Regions from separate parts of the Zea mays genome. Here region 2 is linked to region 1. Evidence: chromatin contacts called from public Hi-C data. All regions are on one chromosome and are shown on one strand. The core of a region is the stretch at or near the end of the contact, and the rest is flanking DNA. Distances in the headings are between cores, read along the strand shown. Region 1 holds the start of LOC100304375. Region 2 holds the start of LOC103648220.

Region 1 (5,143 bases), core at 1,655-4,154:
CTAGAAAAATAAATTGGCCTATAATCATACTCATTTAATATATGCCATTTAGAATAGAAAGCTGATGTGGCATATGAGTAAAGAGGTAAAAGAATATTTAGCATTTAATAAAGCATTATCTTGAGGGAGATACAACTTATTAGACACGAGATCATAGGCACTGAAACTTAAGTTATCTAAATGACCCATAATTCATATACTCTCATACATATTTAGCATTTAATTGTCTTGTGGGGACTATAAAACAACGCATGATAATATACATTGGACAACTGTATTTTTTATAGTAATATATAAGATGATAACTTTAAATAATGTGACAAGAAACAATTAGTTGTGAATAGCATAAGATATCAGCACGTCAGAGAGCACAAGTTGACGAACTAGCTGATAATAATGGAGGTGGTTACTGTCCAGAAATCCATATGATCATGGAATTATTAAGAAGGACAAATTTGTATGGTCACATCATATCCATACAGATTTCCTTGTCTACTTCCTACTCATGCTAAGGTGACTAGAAATTGTGATAGCGCTCGCATTACTGTTACGGGGCGTTTGCATCCATTATTCATTTTTGAAGAAATTAAAATTTACTTAATAAAGTACCTATTTAGTTTGCAATTTAACTTTCACCTCTCTATAAAGTTCAGATATAAGTCTATCTCGAATTCATGGGTGGATAATGGAAATAATTTTATATATCAATAGAATTTGTTTCTATTCTATAACTTATAGAACCCTCTTCGGCTCACTCCTCTATATAATAAAAATGTAGCACATAAATATCTTCGACATCTTACTAATAATATTATACAAATACATTTTGTATAAAATCTAATTAGCTTAATTGACATGTGCTTAAATTACTATTATTAAAATGAAATTCAATTCCAAGGATCCAAACCAGGCGTTAGCGAAGAGCGAGAAAGTAGCAATGACTACTCCAACCTTTAAATCGCTCCGTTCTAACTTCTATAGAGTCGGTTTAAAACCTATTTCTACAAACGTTTTTTTGAACTGTTAGTGCTGGAGGCTTGTAGAAATGGATCCAGTGTATAAACGGGTAAATGAGAACCGTTAGTGGAAATCGATTTCCACTAGCGGCCGAGCTAAAAAACCGCAAGTGGAAATCGATTTACACTAACGGTTGAAATAATAAAACTACCAGTCTTTTCCAGAAACGATAAATAAGTTTTAAAAATAGCAAAAAAATATTTTAATAAAGTCATGGCTTTTTCACGCAGATATCGCAACGCTAGGCAACAAGCAGCTAGGAATCAAACTCACAACCTCACCCTCAGGCAATGCACTCTCTTCCACTCCACCTATAATGTGCCTTATTTTAAAATAGGGGTTTTGTTGTCCATATATTAGAACAAACCAAAAGTAAACTGATTATTTGAGACTTCAAATGAATTCAAATGAAAAGGTTGTCAAATACAAAGTTGAATAATATTTTAAGTTCTACAACTTCTATTTTAGTACTTTTTCCCGTCCGAGGTCGTTTACAAAAAAAATATAGTTTAAATTTGATAGATTCAAGTAAAATTTTGAGAGTACAAATGATTTCAAATGAAAAGGTTGACATCTACACAATTTTATAACTTTTAGAGATCTACAACTTTTATTCGGATGGTTTTTCATACAAGGTCATTTGAAAAATAAACAAATCGATTTCAAATTATTTCTACTGCCGGTTTTTTTACAAAACCTCTAGTAGAAATCGTGCATTTTTACTCGCGAATTTCTTAAGAAAAGCGCCAGTAAAAATGTAAAAGGTAAATGGCCTTTACCATTTTCTCTAAATTAATTTTGATGATTGACGACTATCATAACTTAATGGACTAACTAGTTTAACTAGTTTTTCTAGTTGATGAATTCTCAGCTGCATAAGTCCAACCATCTCAAATTCTAAATTGACTGTCCGAAATACCATAGATTATTCCAAGCAGGAGAAGCTTTTGGAAAATTCACCTGTGCGCGGACCGTTCACGACACCTCGGTGAGCGTTGGACAAGAACTATGCAAAACTCACATTTCTACTATGGACTGTCCGAAAGTGAGAAGAACACTGTCCGGGATCAAGCTTAGACCGTCTGGCCATTGAAAACCAGAGAAACCCGAAGGTGACGGGTTCAGTAAAATACATTTTTAGCGTCTTCGGAGACTGTTCGGGGTGCACGACCGGACCGTGCGCGACTGCTTTATCTGATATCTAACGACATATTTAATGTATTTATAGCCGTTGATATAGCCGTTACTGCTGATCATTGCGATTTCAGTCATTGATGTGCAGTGGTGGACCGTCTGGGCCAGGAGCGCGTACCGTCCACGGTTGGCAGAAAGTGGGCAACGACTAGAAAGTGGTTGGTGGCTATAAATACAACCACAACCACCTCCATTCACATTATTCTAGCATCTCATTCATTCTCATTCAATACAAAATCAAGCACTTCATTCCAAGACACATTCAAATCAAATGTGAATGGATAAGTCTCTGATGTATGTTTGCAAGGATAGCATATCAACAAGAATTATCATCATAACTTAATAGATTGATAACAAAGTTCCTCCAAAAAAATCTTTGTATCCTATGCACAACACATAAGAGAACAAAACGTCATTTTTTATTACGTATTTATATGGTTCTATGTCTATGTTTAATCATGGATTTTGATGTACTCACGAGTCACATCGCCCGTCGATAGGGCCCTAAGTCGTTGGAGACTCGTCAATTTATGTTCTGTGACATCGTACGAGCACATACCTAATAAGAAATTAAAGTTACAGTGAAAGGACCATCTTGTCCTTCAAACCCTAGCTAGTTTTTCCTATATAAACCCTGGGGGGCGTACATATATATCACGCATCAAACTAGTAGCAAATTAATAATCCAGCGAACACACTATACTAGTGAGCAAATAAAGCCACCGATGTCATCACTCCTGTTGCGAGTGCTGCTCATCCAGCTTGCAGCAGTGGAGTGCCTCTCCGCCGCGATTCCAGGCTGCCTAACGCAATGTGGAGGCGTAGAGATACCCTATCCATTCGGCGTCGGCACCAACTGCTCCCGCAAAGGGTTCCGGATCAAGTGCATCAACGGCAGCGCGGGCGAGGAGATTCCAGTGCTGCTACCTACTACGCGCTACCAGAACATCCGGGTGCTGAACCTGTCCGTGTCGCCGTTGCCGGAGGCTCGAGTGCTTCTTCCGGTGGCATGGCAGTGCTTCAACGCCACCGGGGGCGTCACTGGGATCTACTCGGGAGATGTGGACTTCAACCCAGAGGGCGTATACCGCATCTCCAACACACAGAACGAGCTCTTCGTCCTCGGCTGCGACACCTATGCGTTCACCAAAGGCGTGAGGGTGCACAACGTTAACGCACGCTTCCCTTACAGATACTTCACGGGGTGTATCACCGTCAGTGTAGACGACAAGGACCCGCGCGACGGTGCCTGCGCGGGCCTCGGCTGCTGCCGCGTCGACATCCCGCCAGGCATCACGGACACCAGCATGACCTTCTCGTCTACCTGGACGCGTGCCAACCAGACCTTCTGCCCCTGCGACTACGCCTTCATCGTGGAGAAGGGCAACTACACCTTCAAGGCATCCGACCTTGTGTCGCACACACCCGACAACCGTCTGCCTTTGGACTGGTGGACCATGCCACTGCGTCTCGACTGGGCCATCCGCGACAACAACGGCGACTCCATGACTTCCATCTCCTGCGCCCAGGCACCCAACGAACCTGACTATGGCTGCCGCAGCAAGCATAGCGAGTGCACTAATTCAACCAATGGCCCTGGCTACTTCTGCAAGTGTGCCCATGGCTACGACGGAAACCCCTATGTCCAGAGTGATGGTGAATGCACGAGTAAGTAGTATATATAATCCCCTTCTTCTCAATCTATAAGTGGTTTTATTTGGTTATTTTAAATACATCACTTTTATTATTAACTATATGTATCCCGATATATATATCTACCTCATTGCAATTTTGCCCGTACCTTGTTTGTGATGGCAAATGTCCTAATCACTTCTATATGTCTTTCAGATGTAATTTTTCTATCCTTTCATGCTATCGTCAGTGGCACAAAAGGATAAGTACATGTGATTTTCTTACCCTTTTACGCCACTGACGAGGGCATGAAAAAGGTAAGAAATTGCATCCGAGTGACATAGAAGAGATTAGGATGTACTGGACAAAATTGCGGTGACATACGTAGAATTTTCTCTATATATCTAGTAATGCATCTAGAAAAACTAAATTGGCATTATTTGGAGCAGGACTGGTGTATATTCTCAAGGCACGGTGCCATACTATACTCATTATTTAATATATACCATGTAGGATAGAAAGCTGATGTGACATTTGAGTAAAGAAGGAAGAAAATAAAACAATATCTTGAGGGAGATGCCACTTAGACACGAGATCATAGGCATTGAAACCTAAAACAACTAAATGACCACAATTCATTCTCTCATACACAATTATCGTTAAATTGTCTTATGTGTGGCACTATCGGAATTCGCCTTTTTGCCGGGTGCCAAATATTTTGCCGAGTGTTTTCTTTCAGGCACTCGTCAAAGAAGTTTTTTACCGAGTGCCAGACAAAAAAGCCTCGGTAAATAAAACACTAGGCAAACAAGATCTTTGTCGAGTGTTTTATTTTTGACACTCGGCAAAGACAATTTAAAATCATATTTTAAAGCAGTAAATTAATTCAAATGAAAAAATTTTAACTACAAATTTGTATAACTCATCATGATGTACAATTTATATTTTGAACATTTCTTCATATGACAAAATATAAGTAAATTTATTCATAAAATCTATATCTCTCTCGTAGTTTATAAAACTACGAGAGAGATGTATTAGATTTGTGCATATTGTTAGAACCATCATGTGAGATTAACAAGTGACCAAACCACCGAAATAAACTTTGTAGATCTTGAGAAGTTATAGAAGTTTATAGTTGGCAACTTTTTCATTTGAAGTCATCTTGTCAACTAAAACTACGTCTGAATTTTAAAAATTTAAAATTTGAATTTTGAAAACGACCTCGAAAAAAAACCACCAACATGAAAATTGTAGGTATTGAAGGGTTATGAAACTTTGTAGTTGACAATATTTTGGT
Region 2 (5,535 bases), core at 2,015-4,514, 220 kb before region 1:
TCATTGAGTAATTGGTGTCTCATGCGTGATTTCTCCATGACGTTTTTTCATAAGGATCACAAACATCTTTGTCTCACCTTTTGTAGCAAACACAAATCAAGCCTTGTGACTTGAACTATTTCACCATATATAAGTTCAAATCATGGCTTCAAGTCACCTTACTAATGCATCAACACAATATAACTCTTCATAGCTGATTAGTTCATCGACTTAGTGCAAGTATTCTCTTCTTCACCTTAGCCATGGTACCTTAGTCCACAATCTGTCGCTTGGCCTTCACCTTCGCTTAGTCCCTCGAAGCCCTTTCCTTGCTATCTTCACCCTATCGAGCCATTCTTGAGTCACATAATATTGAGCATCCATTGAGAGAATCATTTCGTCAATATTGTGAACCTTGCTTGAATGTCATCTACATATAAATGCTAAGATCAATCAAGCTCTAGTTTGATTCTCATAGAAGCATATATGGACTAATAGTAATATGGTCAAGCCAATTCATGATTCCTCATATCTTATTCACTTTGGCTTGACCAATCCTCTTAATCACTTCAAACTCTATTATGATCATATTTATGCATAGTGATTTCTTAGGTCTTGTCCTTATATTCAAACCAATATAGAGACCATATTATATCCATTTACATTGTCTCATTGGTTATTTAACCTTGTGAACTTTTGTTCACTGATCATTATACACTATTCAAGTATGTTCATCATACTGAATTTCTTGTTCAACACGTAGCAAAATTTTTAGAGCTTTAAATGTGTTGTTATCCAAATCACCAAAACCCACAAAAGGGATGGATGCACTTTCAAGACATCATCGAAATTATGGCACTATTGTATGGGCCATATTTCGAGGGGGAGAATAGAGTGTATCATTAAGGAAGAGATTCTCCATCCCTTAGACACTATAGACTTAGAGCAATGCAGAGATTGCATCAACGGTAAATTTACGAAGCATATTAAGAAAAATGATAAGCACAATACGAGAGTGTTAGAAATTATTCGTACAAATATATGTGGTTCTTTTCTAGTTAGGACAATAGATGAGTTCAATTCGTTCATAACCTTCATAGATGAATACTCTCGCTACTATTATAGTTATCCTATTAAGCAAATATCACAAGCTTTAGAAGAGTTTAAATAGTTCAAGACCGAGATAGAAAATCAACACAATTTGAAGATAAATATTGTCAAATCAGAACAGGGGGAGTACTACGTGCGCCATACAGAGTATGGACAAGTCCAAGGGACTTTTGTGAGGTTCCCAATAAGAAAATGACATAGTTGCCCAATATTCGACACCTGGTGAACTCCGACAGAATGGGGTAGCCGAAAGGCGAAACATAACGCTAATGGACATGGTAAGGAGTATGCTTAGTTACTCTAGCTTACCATTGGGTCTGTAGATGGTGTAACACCACTGGTGTTACGAGAACTAAAATTGTGGCATGTCATCATATGCATTAGCATCATCTTGCTTGATACACCTAGAATACATTTTATTAGGTCCAAAATTTCAATTGAAACCCTAAACTAGCCCGAAAAGTGGAATTTAAGATCTAGTGAGAAGTTGCCAAAAGTCCATATACCAAAATGGTAAAGCGTGGAAAGTTGAACAACTTCCATGTGTGGAGATGTCCAAGTTTTATAGGAAAAGTTGGAGTAAAATTCTAAATTCAGTTCTGATTCAGATTTGAAGTTTGCTGAAAATAATATCAACTAGCTGTTTTTGGTCCTTTATAACTTTTGATCTATAAACAGTTTGAAGGTGGACAATGTAACAAAGTTGTAGAGCTACACTAGGAGTACACATTTGCTTAGGCAACCTGCCCCTAAAACCATATGCAACTGGGTGTAAAACTGGTCCAAAATGAGGTTGTAATACATGTGGAGTTTCAGACTTAGTGTAATCTCTGAACCTGAACAATTTATATTCTGAAGCAACTTTGGGAGCTTGTTGGTGGCTGATCCATACAGCTAGGGGCTAAAGTTTGTGTACCAAAGTATAAGAACGTATGTTGGTGTGCAAGTTTAGTTAAAGCTCATACCCCTAAAGCTACTTGGAACTTGGAGAAAAGGTGGTCCAAAGTGGAGCTCACAGATTTGGATTTCAGACTTGTGCAGCTAACTAAATCTGAATTTTAGTGTTTTTGGCGCAACTTTGGAGCTTCTTTGTGCCTGATCCATGGAATTCTGGGGTTTGTATCTATAGAAAAGTTGAAGAACAAATAATGGTGAGCAAGTTTCCTTAAGAAAGGTTTGGTTGGTGCTGCACAAAAATGGAGTAAATTGTGCCCAACAATTCTCTGTCAGGCATGTGTGTTCAGTTTTTGATTCAGTTAGATGCAGCTGAATTTTAGAGTTTTCACCCCACTTTGGAGCACTATAACTTTTGATCCATAAATTTTTGACCTAGGGTAGCTGTAGCAAGTTTGTAGAGTTATGTTTTATGAACAAGTTTTATTAATTGAGGTCGGCCTGTTATTATTTGAAATCATGAGATTTAGGTGGGTTAGCAAAGAGGCATGGTACAATCGGACTCAATTCAGTTTGCTGAATTTCAGAAAGGCAGTGAGTTCCTCTCAGGTTTAACACTGTTTAGCTTTTAATCCTTGCGCCTGTGATCCGTGGGTATTATGGGAAATCTGGAGATCTATTGTAACGGAATACTTTTTATGAGGAAGGATCTTCCTGTCCTTACTTCGAATTGAGCGAAAAAGGTTCTCAAACTCGCTCTATCAGACAGAGGTGTGCTGAGTTAAATTCAGTTCGCTGAGTTGTGCAGTTCGGTGGTGTTGACCCAACCTTGGAGCTCCCTAACCTGAAATCTGTTGAATCTTAGTTGGTAGTTGGTACCCATTAAAGCAAAGTTGGAGAGTGATTATAGGAGATCAACTCCTAGTAAGGAGATGTATCAAGCCAGCAGCATGGGAAAAGGAGTGAAAATCTGACTTGAAGTTTCAGGTGACTGAAAACCTGGATCAGTTTTGGAGCAGAAAGATCACGCCGGAGCTATGTTCCCCTTGTGTCATTTTGAATTGAGGCAAAAACGAATTTTTCCACTAGTTTTGAGTCTAAACTATAATTATGTTTTGAGAGTGAATCTAGGAATAGTAATTGCGTTAAAAAAACCAATAGGTGAAGAGAATGATTATAATAAAAAAACATCTTCTCACTTATCATCACTGTCCTCTATATCTTTAATCCTATCCCCATCATGTGCTGGCTCCCTCCCATTAGTTCTTGTCCCTGGACATCACCAGACGCCACCACGTCGCCTCCCTGATCCAAATCAGGCCAGCACATATGGTTATCTCCCTCACATACTTCCTACTCCTACCCAAGCACGTCGTCCCTTCCCAAAGGCTCAAACTCCTGAAGCTTCTTGCTCACTGTGTCCTCTCCATCGCGTGAACCCAGTGAGTTTCTCCTTGCTGCTGGAGCGCTCGGCCAGCGCTCGGCTAGAGCTTCCTCTCTTTCCTCGTCATTTTTTTGGGTCCTCTCCATCGGTGGAGCAGCAACAGCTCGGCGCCGACTTCCTCAGTCAGCTCGCCAGCCGTCGCACTCCTTTGTCCGTTGGGCCGTGCGTTGTCGCGTCTACCTCGTGGTGTTGTCATGGACTTATCGGCGTGCTGCTATGGTACCTAGATCGCGTTCGCCTCAGCTCCGATAAGTCGTCATACCATCGTCTTCGTCGATCGGGAATCGTGGTGCCGACACATCGACATCGTCGTTCGTCCCCTTTCCGAGTCTACAACAACGTCGCCTATCCCTCTTTGGTGCTTGTTATCGATCCGTCGCCTTGCCCCGATGCTGGCTCCTACGTGACGCCTCCCACTTGTGTTCACGCCAAAAATCCGAGAAGATTTGGCGCCGAAGGAAATAAATCAGTACGCGACCGGAGGATTCTCTATGTGGATGGAGAAGAAACGCGATTCGATGCAGCACTCACCATGTGTTTGGTGAAATGCTAGAGCTGAAAGGCGTCGTGATTTCGTGGTTTCAAGTCGAATTTAATGAGGGTAAGTTGATTCGTTATTCCAGTCAACTAGGTATATAATTAGATTAAATATAATTGTTGGTCGCGGTAATTGTTATTGATTTAGCATACGTATATTGTGATGTTCGATTTAGTTAAGTCTGTAATTTAGGTTAATTAAGACGCACGGTTTAAAGATGTTGATTAGATTGTTCTTATAACTATTTTAAGTCGTTGGCATTTAATACTAGGGAGTCCAGGTTTTACTAGGCTTTTGAAATATATATGTTATATATGCATTCATGTGCATAATGCATTTCATTCAGGTACGTAAATTAACCATGTGATGCGGAAGACGAGCCAAGTCGACCCCAAGCGCGAGCTACTCCGCATGGTGATACTGATGGACGAACCTGCCTGATCAAGTGCTAGGACAAGGATGATCGTCAAGTGGTCGTCGTCTAACAACACTAACCTAGTGTTACCCAGGCAAGCTCCGGTGCATTTGCCCATTCCTTGTGTTTTAAATACTTTATCACCTGATATGATGCATTAGGTTGATAGAAGTTGTGTGATAAACAATTGATGCATTACCATTCCTTGGAAACTCCTTAATCCCTGTTTTATAAAAAGAACTGATAATGCTTAGCCCTGCTTAGAAACTGAAAAATCATTTGTTTTCAAAAAGAATGATTGCAGAACAATGGTTATGAGCTTTTTGATTCAAAAATCAAAGCAAACTAAGGTGATGACTCCACTTTGGCCAGAGTGGGCTCATCATTGGAAAAGAGTACCCCTGTCAGGTACCAAAAATGGGAAAATGGTTTGAATAAATCTAGACCAGGTGCTGAGCAGACAAGGTCGCCCGTCTGTGTCGATTAAGGATCGTACCGATTGTTGGCCTGCTGATCTAGGACCCTTTAACTGGCCACATACCTCATCATGGGTAAGCCTGAACCCAGCTATTCCAAACATGAAAAGACAATCGCACACTGGGAGTGGAGAGATGGCGAGAGTGACACATACCCTCTTGGCAACGGACCACCTAAAAGGGGTGGTGTGCTCTCGGGTGGCGCGGACCTGTTCATGTGGTGGAGGATTCGTGGGAATGGTAGACATGTGCAAAAGAGTTAAGGGAAGCATATGTCGTGTGGTTGGAGATCCCCAGCTGGGTATTAATCGATTCGGATCGCCAGACTTCTCGGATATGAAGACTGGATCACTGCCCTGCATCGTAGTTTAATAAGTGAAACATGATTGTGATTTGGTTAAAAGGAAGCTAGTGTAGGACAAGTGAATGCTCTAGATTAGGCAAATCTAGATTCAGGAAAAGTACTTAACTTGTGAAGTAAAAGTTTGGCATAAGGATCCACTACTAGTAAGCTCTTCTGCAAAAATTGAGTCCTTGATTCTTGACAAGTCTTATCTTGAATCCTTTTAAAACCAGCATACCCTTGAAAGTCTTTTCTTTAGTCGGGTAAGTCTTGCTGAGTACTTGCGTACTTAGGGTTTTACCCATTGTTGCTGTAGGTTTCGAGTCACTTGATTGT

What was found. A called contact is a pair of places that touch in the nucleus more often than the background predicts.
Region 2: a contact with region 1 is called in a Hi-C map of leaf, with 4 times the contacts expected there. The contact joins the promoter of LOC103648220 here to the promoter of LOC100304375 in region 1. A contact is called at or near these places in 2 of 25 Hi-C or Micro-C datasets (ear and leaf).

What each region holds. Positions count from the first base shown.
Region 1 is chr2:237,938,790-237,943,932 of Zm-B73-REFERENCE-NAM-5.0, reverse strand. LOC100304375 reads left to right here and starts at 2,904. Exons shown (of 3, transcript NM_001165813.1): 1 at 2,904-3,879. The coding sequence starts at 2,937.
Region 2 is chr2:238,162,451-238,167,985 of Zm-B73-REFERENCE-NAM-5.0, reverse strand. It overlaps LOC103648220, which reads left to right and starts at 3,264. Exons shown (of 4, transcript XM_020548732.3): 1 at 3,264-3,425.